2 separate regions of the Pan troglodytes genome follow, and region 2 is linked to region 1. The links are chromatin contacts, called in public HiChIP or PLAC-seq maps. All regions are on one chromosome and are shown on one strand. Each heading gives the region's core, a stretch centred on a gene start, on an enhancer-like site or on the middle of the called end of the contact. The rest is flanking DNA. Distances are from core to core; before and after follow the strand shown.

Region 1 (5,075 bases), core at 1,698-4,197:
AGTGACAGAATTGCAGGTGACCCAGGCAGCCTGGGAATGCACCCTGGGCCCAGGACTGTCTAGAGCTAGCTCTGGTGTGAGCTGCTGCTTCCAGGTGGGAGCCAGAGGAGGAACACTAGGGAGTCCACAGTGTGTCTTCCCAGACCAGTTCTTGCCCACACCCACATGCCAATGTCACCCACAGGGGCTGGGACCAGTGTACTGGGTCACTGGGCAGCCACAGCCCAGCCTCATAGGGAAGAAACCTGGTCAGACAGCCGCAGAGTTGGTGGTCTATTCATTTTCTGTGGCTGCTGTGACAAAATACCCCCAACTTAATTATTTAGAACACGCGTTTATTTTTTTTAATTTATTTTTGAAACAGAGTCTCACTCTGTCGCCCGAGCTGGAGTGGAGTGGTATGATCTCGGCTTACTGCAACCTCCGCTTCCCGGGTTCAAGCGATTCTTCTGCCTTAGGCTCCCAAGTAGCTGGGATTACAGGCGCCCGCCACCATGCCTGGCTAATTTTTGTATTTTTAGTAGAGACGGGGTTTCACCATGTTGGCCAGGCTGATCTCAAACTCCCGGCCTCGTGATTTGCCTGCCTTGCCCTCCCAAAGTGCTGGGATTACAGGCCTGAGCCACCGCAGCCGGCCTTATTTCATTTATTTATTTATTTTTTTGAGACAGAGTCTCGCTCTGTAGCCCAGGCTAGAGTGCAGTGGCACAACCTCGGTTCACTGCAACCTCTGCCTCCTAGGTTCAAACCATTCTCCTGCCTCAGTCTCCCAAGTAGCTGATATTACAGGCGCCCGCCACCACACCCGGCTTTTTGTATTTGTAATAGAGACGGGGTTTCACCATGTTGGCCAGGCTGGTCTTGAACTCTTGGTCTCAAGTAATCTACCCACCTCAGCCTCCCAAAGTGCTGGGATTACAGGCACGGGCCACCATGCCTGGCTAAACACACACTTCTTATCTTGCAGTTCTGCAGTCCAGAAGTCAACGATCGGTTTCACTGGGCTAAAGTTGAGTTGCCCACAGGGCTATTTCTTTCTAGAGGCTCTAAGAGAGAATTCATTTCATTAGTTTTTCCAGCTTCTAGGGCTGCATTCCTTGGCTCCTGGCTCCTTCAAAGCCAGCAGTGCAGCATCTTCAGATCTCTCTGACCCTCCTACCTCCCTCTTTCACTTATAAGGACACTACAAGTACATAGCGCCCACCCGAATAATCCAAGATAGTCTCCCCATCTCATGATCATTAATTTAATCACACCTGCAAAGTCCATTTTGTGGTGTCAGGTAAAAGATTCACAAGTTCCAGGGATTCAGACCGGGATATCTTTGGAGGGTCTCAGAGATCCTCCTCATTGCTTCCCTCTCCCACCCAACCTAGGGGAGTGGGGGTGTGCAATGGTATTTCTGACCCAGACGGGCCAAGCAGGGGAGTCAGAAAGGGGCCCTTGCCTGGTGTTGCACAGAAGAGGGAGAGGATGTTCTGTGCCTGAGGGTAGACCAGGAAGGCTGCCTGGAGGAGGGAGCTGTATCCTAAAGGATGCTCAGGAGCTGGCATTGAGGCCAGTGGCACAGCCTGCACAAATACAGGAGGACCTGGGGAGGCCAGGGGTGGGGCTGGGGGTATTGGGTGGGGCTGGCCGCATTCTCTGTCTTAACCAGCTCGCTCCTAGGTGCTTTTGTGGCTTCTGCACTCTACCAGCTTGGAGCCAGGGGCCTCATTCTCTCTTGCAGTAAAATGAGGCTGATGACTGAGTCTAGGAGTTGCTGAGCATCTGGTCTGCTGATTACCACCTTGGTGCCCAGTGTCTGCCTGCCTATCCACTGCTTTCAAACAAAGAGGCTGCCTGAAACCACCCAGGGGGACGCCTCCCACCCTTGCCCAGCCTCAGCCAATCTCCTCTTTCTCTTCTTCAGAGCTGGAGTTGTGCCCTCCTATCCTCTCTCTGCCCACCCCATCACTGCTGTACACCCTGCCCCTTGGCACTTCGGCCCCGGACTTGCTCCTCCTGGCAGGCCTGGGTGCTTGTGAAGCCGGGTGCCAGAGGGCCCAGCACGGCACGGCCTTTGATTCTCTTTTCTGTAAATCGACGACAATAAATTCTCTTTTTCCTTCATCCACAAGTGTTTACTGAGCGCCTTCTGTGTACCAGGCCGCACCAGGGTGCGGAGCAAAGACCAACCTCAGGGAGCAGATGAGGTCCAGGCGGCTGAGCCAACCGAACCATGGTTCTGGTAGCACTGCCTCCCCCGCCACCCTCAGGGGGCCCTGCTCCCCAAGCCCTTCCCAAATCCTGCCGTCCAGCTCTCCTCCCCACCTTGCAGGAGGGACGCCAGGGCCCGGTTTTCGGGTTCCGCCATTCTTTCCTCAGTGAGGGTCGGAGAGGTCCCTGCCCACGCCAGACCCGTCCCCAGCCGTCGCGGCACCCTCTTGTGATCAGGCGGAGGGACCAAGGGCCAAGAGCGGGGCTTCGCCGGACGCTAGGAGCATCACTGTCCAGACTGACAGATGGGGAAACTGAGGCTGACCAGCTGGGCAGGGCGTGCATACGAATCTGGGTCCTGGAAGCGTTCTGCAAGATCCCTTCTCACCTCAACCGCACGTGCTGGCATCCTTGGGTTTCCCTCCTTCCCCAGATCACAGCCGCACTTCTCTCCTCCGCCCTCATAGTCACCGCCCTGCTTTCTCCCTCCTCTTGCCCCGGGCGGGCCCCGCCCAGAATGCGGAGAGGCCTTCGGGGAAGCGCGGACCAATCGGAGGCCCTATGTAGGGCTGAAGAGGCGGGACTCTGGTCGCCATAACAACTCATCACGCCTGTGCTGCGCGCGCGTCGCCTTCGTGCCGCAGCCCTATTAAGTGAGGCAGGGAAGGCGCGCCAGACTCGACGGCCAATCAGGGACCCGAGGGCGATGTTGCCATGACGACCACGTTGCGCTGGAGATTGCGACAGGCGCTGGAACCGCGGGGAACTCGGGGAGCGAGTGGTGAGAACAGTGAGCACCAGCACTCCGATGGCACTGGCGAGAGGAAAGGCTGCGGCGCGCAGAGCGAGGCTGCGGGACCCCAGGATGGGGGACAGGAGGCTGCGGGGCCTCAGGTGAGCAGCAAGCGAGAGACCAGTCCCTTCGAGCGCCCTCACGCGTTTTGTCCCCACGCCACGCCGGGGACGAGTCTGTGGCACAGACTCGTCCCCGGCCCCGCGGGCTTAAGTTGTCTGGGGGCTGTCGCTGTGAGTACAGATCATATAGTTATGAATACATTTTAACGCAGATCCAAACACATAGTATAACGTGAGGATCCTATATAAAGTGAGACGCCTCAAAAAAAAAAAAAAAAAAAAAAAAAGATTTTTTTTTTTTTAGCCGGACGTGGTGGCGGGCGCCTGTAGTCCCAACCACTCGGGAGGCTGAGGCAGGAGAATCGCTTGAAGCCGGGAGGCGGAGGCTTCAGTGAGCCGAAATCGCGCCACTGCACTCCAGCCCGGGCGGCAGAGCGAGAGACTCCGTTTGGGGGGGGAAAGTGTTTTTTTAAATGCAGTCAAATTCGAACGTAGGTTGATAGGATCACATAGTTGATCCGCTCTAACCCCACACCCACTTGCAGACCTGGTTAGTGCTGAGGTCCTCTCATCCCAGGGAGTAGGCTAGGGTTCGCACTGGCTCCCCTGGGGCCCGGCTTGGCGTGGCAAAGCTGGGAGTCTCGCCCTAGGTTGGGGTTTCCTCTGCTCTGTAAGCCTCTGCAGAAGGAGCAGAGGGTGGTGGGAGAAGAAGTGCCCAAGAGGGGCCACAAGCTACCTGTGATCTGTGTCCCTCCACCAGGGGGATGGGTGCTTTCATTTTTATCGTTGTGGAAAACTTCACATTAAGTACTTCTCCAAAGAATCTCCCAGACATCTACTTGTTCTTTCAAAACATATGATTTTTTTAAAAAATAATTTACATACCATAAAATTTGCCGATTTTGAGTGTACAATTCAAGGCTGGGCGCGGTGGCTCACGCCTGTAATCCCACCAATTTGGGAGGCTGAAGTGGGCGGATCACCTGAGGTCAGGAGTTCGAGACCAGCCTGACCAACATGGAGAAACCCCATCTGTACTAAAAATACAAAATTAGCTGGGCGTGGTGGCACATGCCTGTAATCCCAGCTCCTCGGGAGGCTGACAGGCAGGAGAATTGCTTGAACTCGGGAGGCGGAGGTTGCGGCGAGCCGAGATTGCACCATTGCACTCCAGCCTGGGCAACAAGGGCGAAACTGCGTCTCAAAAAAAAAAAAAAAAAAAAAAAAAAAGGCCGTAGGTCTGAATAGACCCCTCACCTAAGAAAAATAGATACATAGCTGGCAAATAGGCACATGAAAATATGCTCCACATCATATGCCATTAGGGAACTGCAAATTGAAACAATAATGAGATACTACTATACATCTATTAGAATGGCTACAATGCAAAACACTGATAGCAACATATGCTAGCAAGGTTGTGAGGCAATGGGAACTCTCGTTTACTGCTGATAGAAAGGCAAAATGGTATAGCCACTTTGGAAGACAGTTTGGCAGTTTCTTACAAAAAGTTAAATATAGTCTTACCATATGATACAGCAATCACACTCCTGGGTATTTGCACAAATGAGTTGAGAACTTATGTCCATGCGAAAACCACACAAATTATTATAGCAGCTTTATTCATAATTGCTCAAAACTTGAATCAACCCAGATGTCCTTCAATAGATAAATGGCTAATCTGTGTTACATCCACACAATGGAATATCATTCAGCAATAAAATTAACTGTGCTACCAAGTTATGAAAGGCATGGAGGAGTCTGAAATGCACATTGGTAAGTGACAGAAGCCAGACTGAAAAAGCTACATACTGTATGATTACAAGTTTATGACATTCTGGAAAAGGTAAAGCTATAGAGACAGTAAAGCAGTGACTGCCAGGGGCTCAGTGGGAGGGAGGGAGGGAGGGAGGAATGAATAGTAGCACAAGTAATTTTTGGGGGCAGTAAAAGTATTTTTTACTATATTGTAATGGTGGATACATGAGTGTATGCATTTGTGAAAACCCATATAATGTACA
Region 2 (5,097 bases), core at 856-3,355, 63 kb after region 1:
GCAGTGAGCCAAGATTGTTTCACTGCGCTCCAGCCTGGGTGACAGAGCGAGATGCTGTCTCAAATAAATAATTAAATTAAAAATTAAAAAATGAAACGTTTGAAGAGTTAAAATGCCTCCAAATATTCATACATAGCTTAAAATGGTAATAATGCCTCTAAGCATTTGATCAAATCACACCTTTAATACTACTTTCTTTTTTTTTTTCTTTTGAGACAGAGTCTTGCTCTGTCACCCAGGCTGGAATGCAGTAGTGTGATCTCAGCTCACTGCAAGCTCCACCTCCCGGGTTCATGCCATTCTCCTGCCTTAGCCTCCTGAGTAGCCGGGACTACAGGCGCCCGCCACCACACCCGGCTACTTTTATTTTTGTATTTTTTAGCAGAGACTGGGTTTCACCGTGTTAGCCAGGATGGTCTCGATCTCCTGACCTCAAGATCCGCCCACCTCGGCCTCCCAAAGTGCTGGGATTACAGGCGTGAGCCACAGCGCCCGGCCACAACTTGAATAGTTCTAAGTGTTGGGTTTTTTTTTTTTCTTCAGGGTTTTTGAACTTTAATACTTCTAAGTGTTGGGTTTTTTTTTTTTCCCCTCAGGGTTTTTGTTTGTTTTTTCCTGAGACAGGGTCTCTCTCTTACCCAGGCTGGAGTGCAGGGGCTCCATCATAGCTCACTGCACACTCCAACTCCTGAACTCAATCCTCCCACCTCAGCCTCCCATGTAGCTGGTATTACAGGCATGCAAGACCATGCTCAGCTAATTTTTATATTTTTTTTATAAAGATGGGGGTCACATTTTGTTGCTCAGGCTGGTCTCAAACTCCTAGGCTCCAGTGATCGCTCACCTTGGCCACCCAAAGTGCTCAGATTCCAGGTGTGAGCCACTGCGCCCAGTCCTGAAATGTTCTTAAATTCTTTCAAAGTAGCAAAATTTATATTAAAACATTCCAAACATGATGAGCTCCCTTGCTCCACAAGGATTTACAAGTAGAATCAATTAGGTGGACAGTTATAGCTGACAGTTGACAGAGAGATAGTTATAGATGGAGGTAGGTATAGAGGGAGGGAGGCAAAAAGAGTTAAGGAACTGGACAGCTGAGAACTGTCTACGGGTTCCAAAAACAAGACAACCTTTTATTATCTGCCAAACAAGACAGTCTACATTGAGACTGCTCTGCCTTTCGTTTTTATGTGTCAAAGACACTTAAATTGGCCTGTAATCCCAGCACTTTGGGAGAACGAGGCGGGCGGATCACCTGAGGTCAGGAGTTCAAGACCAGCCTGGCCAACATGGTGAAACTCCATCTCTACTAAAAAATACAAAAATTAGCCAGGCATGGTGGCGCGCACCTGTGGTCCCAGCTACTACGGAGGCTGAGGCGGGAGGATCACTTGAACCTGAAGGCAGAGGTTGCAGTGAGCCGAGATTGTGCCACTGCACTCCAGCACGGGCAACAGAACAAAGACCCTGTTAAAAACAAACAAACAAACAAAAACTTAAATGAGTCCCAAGAAAAAAGGAAAAAAGAATGAATATTGTGATGTGTGGGGCAAGACAAGATCTAGATGGTCTAAGGACAAGCAAATCTGGGGAATTAACTTCTGCCCATCCAAATTACAAGGAAAACAGATGCTTTGGGCAAGCGTCGAGGAACAGTCCCATACTTAAGACAAATGTAGGCTTACGGGCTGAGAATTCTTGGTGTAAAGGTTGAAAACGGACCTTAAACCTTTACGGGACATTGACACAGAGAGGTCAAACCGGCGCCCAGGACGCACAGTCAGTGAGAGGCAGAGCTGGGAAGGGAACCCGGAGCTCCAGGCATCGGCTCCTCCACCTCCACCTGCCCTACCCGGTGCATTTTCTCCTCCGTGCTCCCTGCTGGTGTTGCCTCTTGGAACCTCGGCAGTTTCTGCTTTCGCACCTGCAGGGTTTAGTCTCCGGGACTGCTTGGGAGGACACCTGGAATGCCGAAGGCAGGACTACACACCGGGCGAATCCACCAGCGCCACCAAGCGCTTGAAAACCCGAGGCCTCCGCGCGACTCCATTTCCCAGCGCCCCGCGCGGCAGGGGCTTGGACGTTGCCAAGGAGACCGGTAGTGGCCCCGCCTCCACGCAGGGAAACAGGCGGGAACCACATGACCCGGAAGGCTGTACGCAAGCGTCCGCGGCGCGCACTGGGCCAATGAGAACCGAAGGGCTGGACTTCCGGCGGTGGGACTGTCACTTCGCCGCCCGCGTCAGGCCACACCGGTGGTCTGGGCTGGGGCCCGCGGGTCGGGTCCGGTTTCCAGGAGGTTCCTGGTGCTCGAGGCTGGCGGCGAGGAAGGTACTGGCTGAGGGCCCGCGTCGGGCCCGCCCTGCGCACGCGTCGTGATCGAGGGCGCCGGCCGCTGGCCGCGCCCCCAAGCCTCTGTTTCTCAGAGTGCGTCGTGGGCGTCCAGGGGACTGTCGGGCCGCGGCGGGAGCCATGCGCTCTCCCACCGTGCGGCAGCCCAGGAGGCTGCGCGCTGGGCGTTCCACGTCCATGATGGCCGGGGAGACTGAGGCGCGGGGCGGCCCCGGGACGCTGCGGGCGGGGAAAGGCTGGGTGGTCCACGCCTTTCTTCCCTCCCAGCTGCGGGTTCGGCTGGCGGCGGTGGCGCTGACAAGCCCGCGCCGGGGAAGCGGGGGAGTCCCTGCTCACACAGACCGCGCCCTCACGGAGGGAGGCCGCTTCCTAGACCTCGCCTAGTCGTCTTTCCTCTCCCTGGCCTGGGGGCGTTGCGGGGGTCAGTGCAAACTCCTGTGTCCAGGGCACTGGTGAGCTCCCGAGTTCGGGCAGCCAGGGGGCTGAGGTCCTGAAGGAGGCTCCGAGGGGAGAGTCCTGTGTGTGCAAAACCTGGGAGGGGAGCCGAAGCCCAGGTGCTTCTGGGACTGAGCGCTCTCGATGTGGAGCTGGAGGAGAGGGGATGCGTGCGGCTGCAGTAGCAGGCGAGGGGGTGGGCTTTATCTCGAGGGCGTCGGGAGACATAGAAGTTTTGAACAGAATCAGGACATCCTCTGGGGACTTTAAAACGGTTCCACCGTTTGTTGCGTGGAGAACAGACATGCAGGGGTGTCGGCATGAAGGGAAGAACCGACTGCCACAGTCTGGGCAGCAGTGGAGGTGGGCGACCAGGTGAATTCTGGTGGATCTGCGGATGCATCAGGTGTGGGCTGTTTGAAGAACTAAGTACCCCATGTTGTTCAGCCTGAGCGCCTGGAAGAAGAGAGCTGCTGTAGATAGAAAGGTGAAAGGAAAGCAGGTTTCCTTCAGGGGAAAGCTCAAGAGTCTGGGATGTCCCAGGTTGGTCATGTCACTGGACCTGACGTTGTTGGTGTCCTGGGCTGTGGACAGGGCCTATGAATTGGACTGAGGAATGGGCAGGGACTCAGCCAGGTGTGGGCAGTTATGGCTTGAGGGTAAAGAAGACCAGCTGGGATGCCTGGGGCTATTGGGAAGAGCCTAGCACCTAACTGAGGAGGGGAGGGTGGCAACAGAGAGGGGAAGAAAGAGAGGGGACACCGGGTGGAAGGAGGAAGGGATTGAGTTCCTCTCTGTTCACAGGTTGTTGAGGCTGCTCCCCTGTGGCGACTGGTGAGAATCATCCAGTCCCTCAGGCTGGATGAGCAGCCTGGAAATGTCAGGCAAGCAGGCTCAGCAGGGGAGGGTCCCGGTGATGGGTATGCCTGGGAAGCCCCAGCTGGGACTCATAGTTTCTTGCTACAAGAGCAGGAAGGGTGCATCTGGGGAGGGTCATGAGTGGTCATGCTGAGTCACGAGTGGACACCTGGGGCTGCTCTTGGTGTGGCAGCTGAGGGCCCAGCCAGGACTTGTTCTAGCCTGCTTGTGTATGGCGTTGCCAGTGGGGAGGCCAAGAAGGCATCTGGGGTCTGGTCAGGGAGGGCAGAGGGGAGGGGTCCCAGACATGTGAGGGAAGTGCCATCTGAAGATGGTGGGGGCAGAATCCAGGGAAGGAGGGTGAGTGTCTGAGGGACATCATGGGAGGTGGCTGTTGGGATGGGGAGCTTGGTCCTGGCTCACAGCCATACCTTAAACCAAGCTTGTCCAACCCACTGCCCAGGATGGCTTTGAATGCAGCCCAAAACAAGTTCGTAAACTTTCTTAAAACATGAGATGTTTATGCAATTTTTATTTTTTTTAGCTCATCAGCTGTTACTAGTGTTAATGTATTTTATGTGTTGCCCAAGACAATTCTTCTTCCAATGTGGCCCAGGGAAGCCAAAAGATTGGATAACCCAGCCTTAGACCATGGCTGTCTCTTCCTCCCTGCTCTTTTAGGACCAGATGGCCTTTGAGGATGTGGCTGTGTACTTCTCCCAGGAGGAGTGGGGGCTCCTGGACACAGCCCAGAGGGCCCTGTACCGCCGCGTGATGCTAGACAACTTCGCACTTGTGGCCTCGCTGGGTAAGGTCCTAGATACGCCATGAAATGGGCAACTGATAACAAGCTGACTGGCCAGGGCTGCCCCCTCACCTCCCTGGTGGCTGACGAGCAGGCCCATACCTTGCAGCCAGGGGCCATGTGGAATAGGGGTCTGGTCCTATAGACATGCAGTCTGGTTGGCTCAACCACTCCCTGTGGCGCTGTCCGGCTGTGGCCTCTCCGAGCCTTGGCTCAGCCCCCTTCCTTTGGTGCCCTGGGCACAGTTGCTGCCCTGGGGATGAATGAGCTATTCCTGTGAGCCCCTTGCCCTGTGCCATCTTTAGATTCTGCAGTTGCACAGATGACATTTTCTGTTTCCATGAAGCCCTGACTCCTGCCCTCTGTTTGGAGGTGGGTTATCTTGAGCTGGGGCTGGACTCTAACCTGCACCTCCTCCTCACAGGACTCTCCACCTCTCGACCTCGTGTGGTCATCCAACTGGAGCGTGGCGAGGAGCCCTGGGTTCCCAGTGGAACGGACACAACCCTGTCCAGGACCACCTACAGGAGGCGCAACCCTGGTGAGAGGGAGCTCAGGTTGGGGTGAATTCAGGACCAACCTGTGGTCATGCCTCTGTCCCTGGTTCCCAGACTCCCCAGAAGCACCCTCCTCACCTCCCTCCCACC

Evidence for each region. HiChIP or PLAC-seq counts read pairs in DNA pulled down with a chosen protein or histone mark.
Region 2: an H3K4me3 HiChIP or PLAC-seq map of stem cell-derived excitatory neurons shows a contact between it and region 1, with 2.7 times the contacts expected there. The contact joins the promoter of ZNF324 here to the promoter of ZNF584 in region 1. A contact is called at or near these places in 1 of 7 Hi-C or Micro-C datasets (stem cell-derived neural progenitor cells) and 1 of 1 datasets of contacts at active chromatin or transcription factors (stem cell-derived excitatory neurons).

The regions. Positions count from the first base shown.
Region 1 is chr20:61,335,871-61,340,945 of NHGRI_mPanTro3-v2.0_pri, forward strand. It overlaps ZNF584 (zinc finger protein 584), which reads left to right and starts at 2,948. Exons shown (of 4, transcript XM_016937003.4): 1 at 2,948-3,093.
Region 2 is chr20:61,399,351-61,404,447 of NHGRI_mPanTro3-v2.0_pri, forward strand. ZNF324 (zinc finger protein 324) reads left to right here and starts at 2,106. Exons shown (of 5, transcript XR_010153988.1): 1 at 2,106-2,331; 2 at 4,327-4,453; 3 at 4,875-4,991.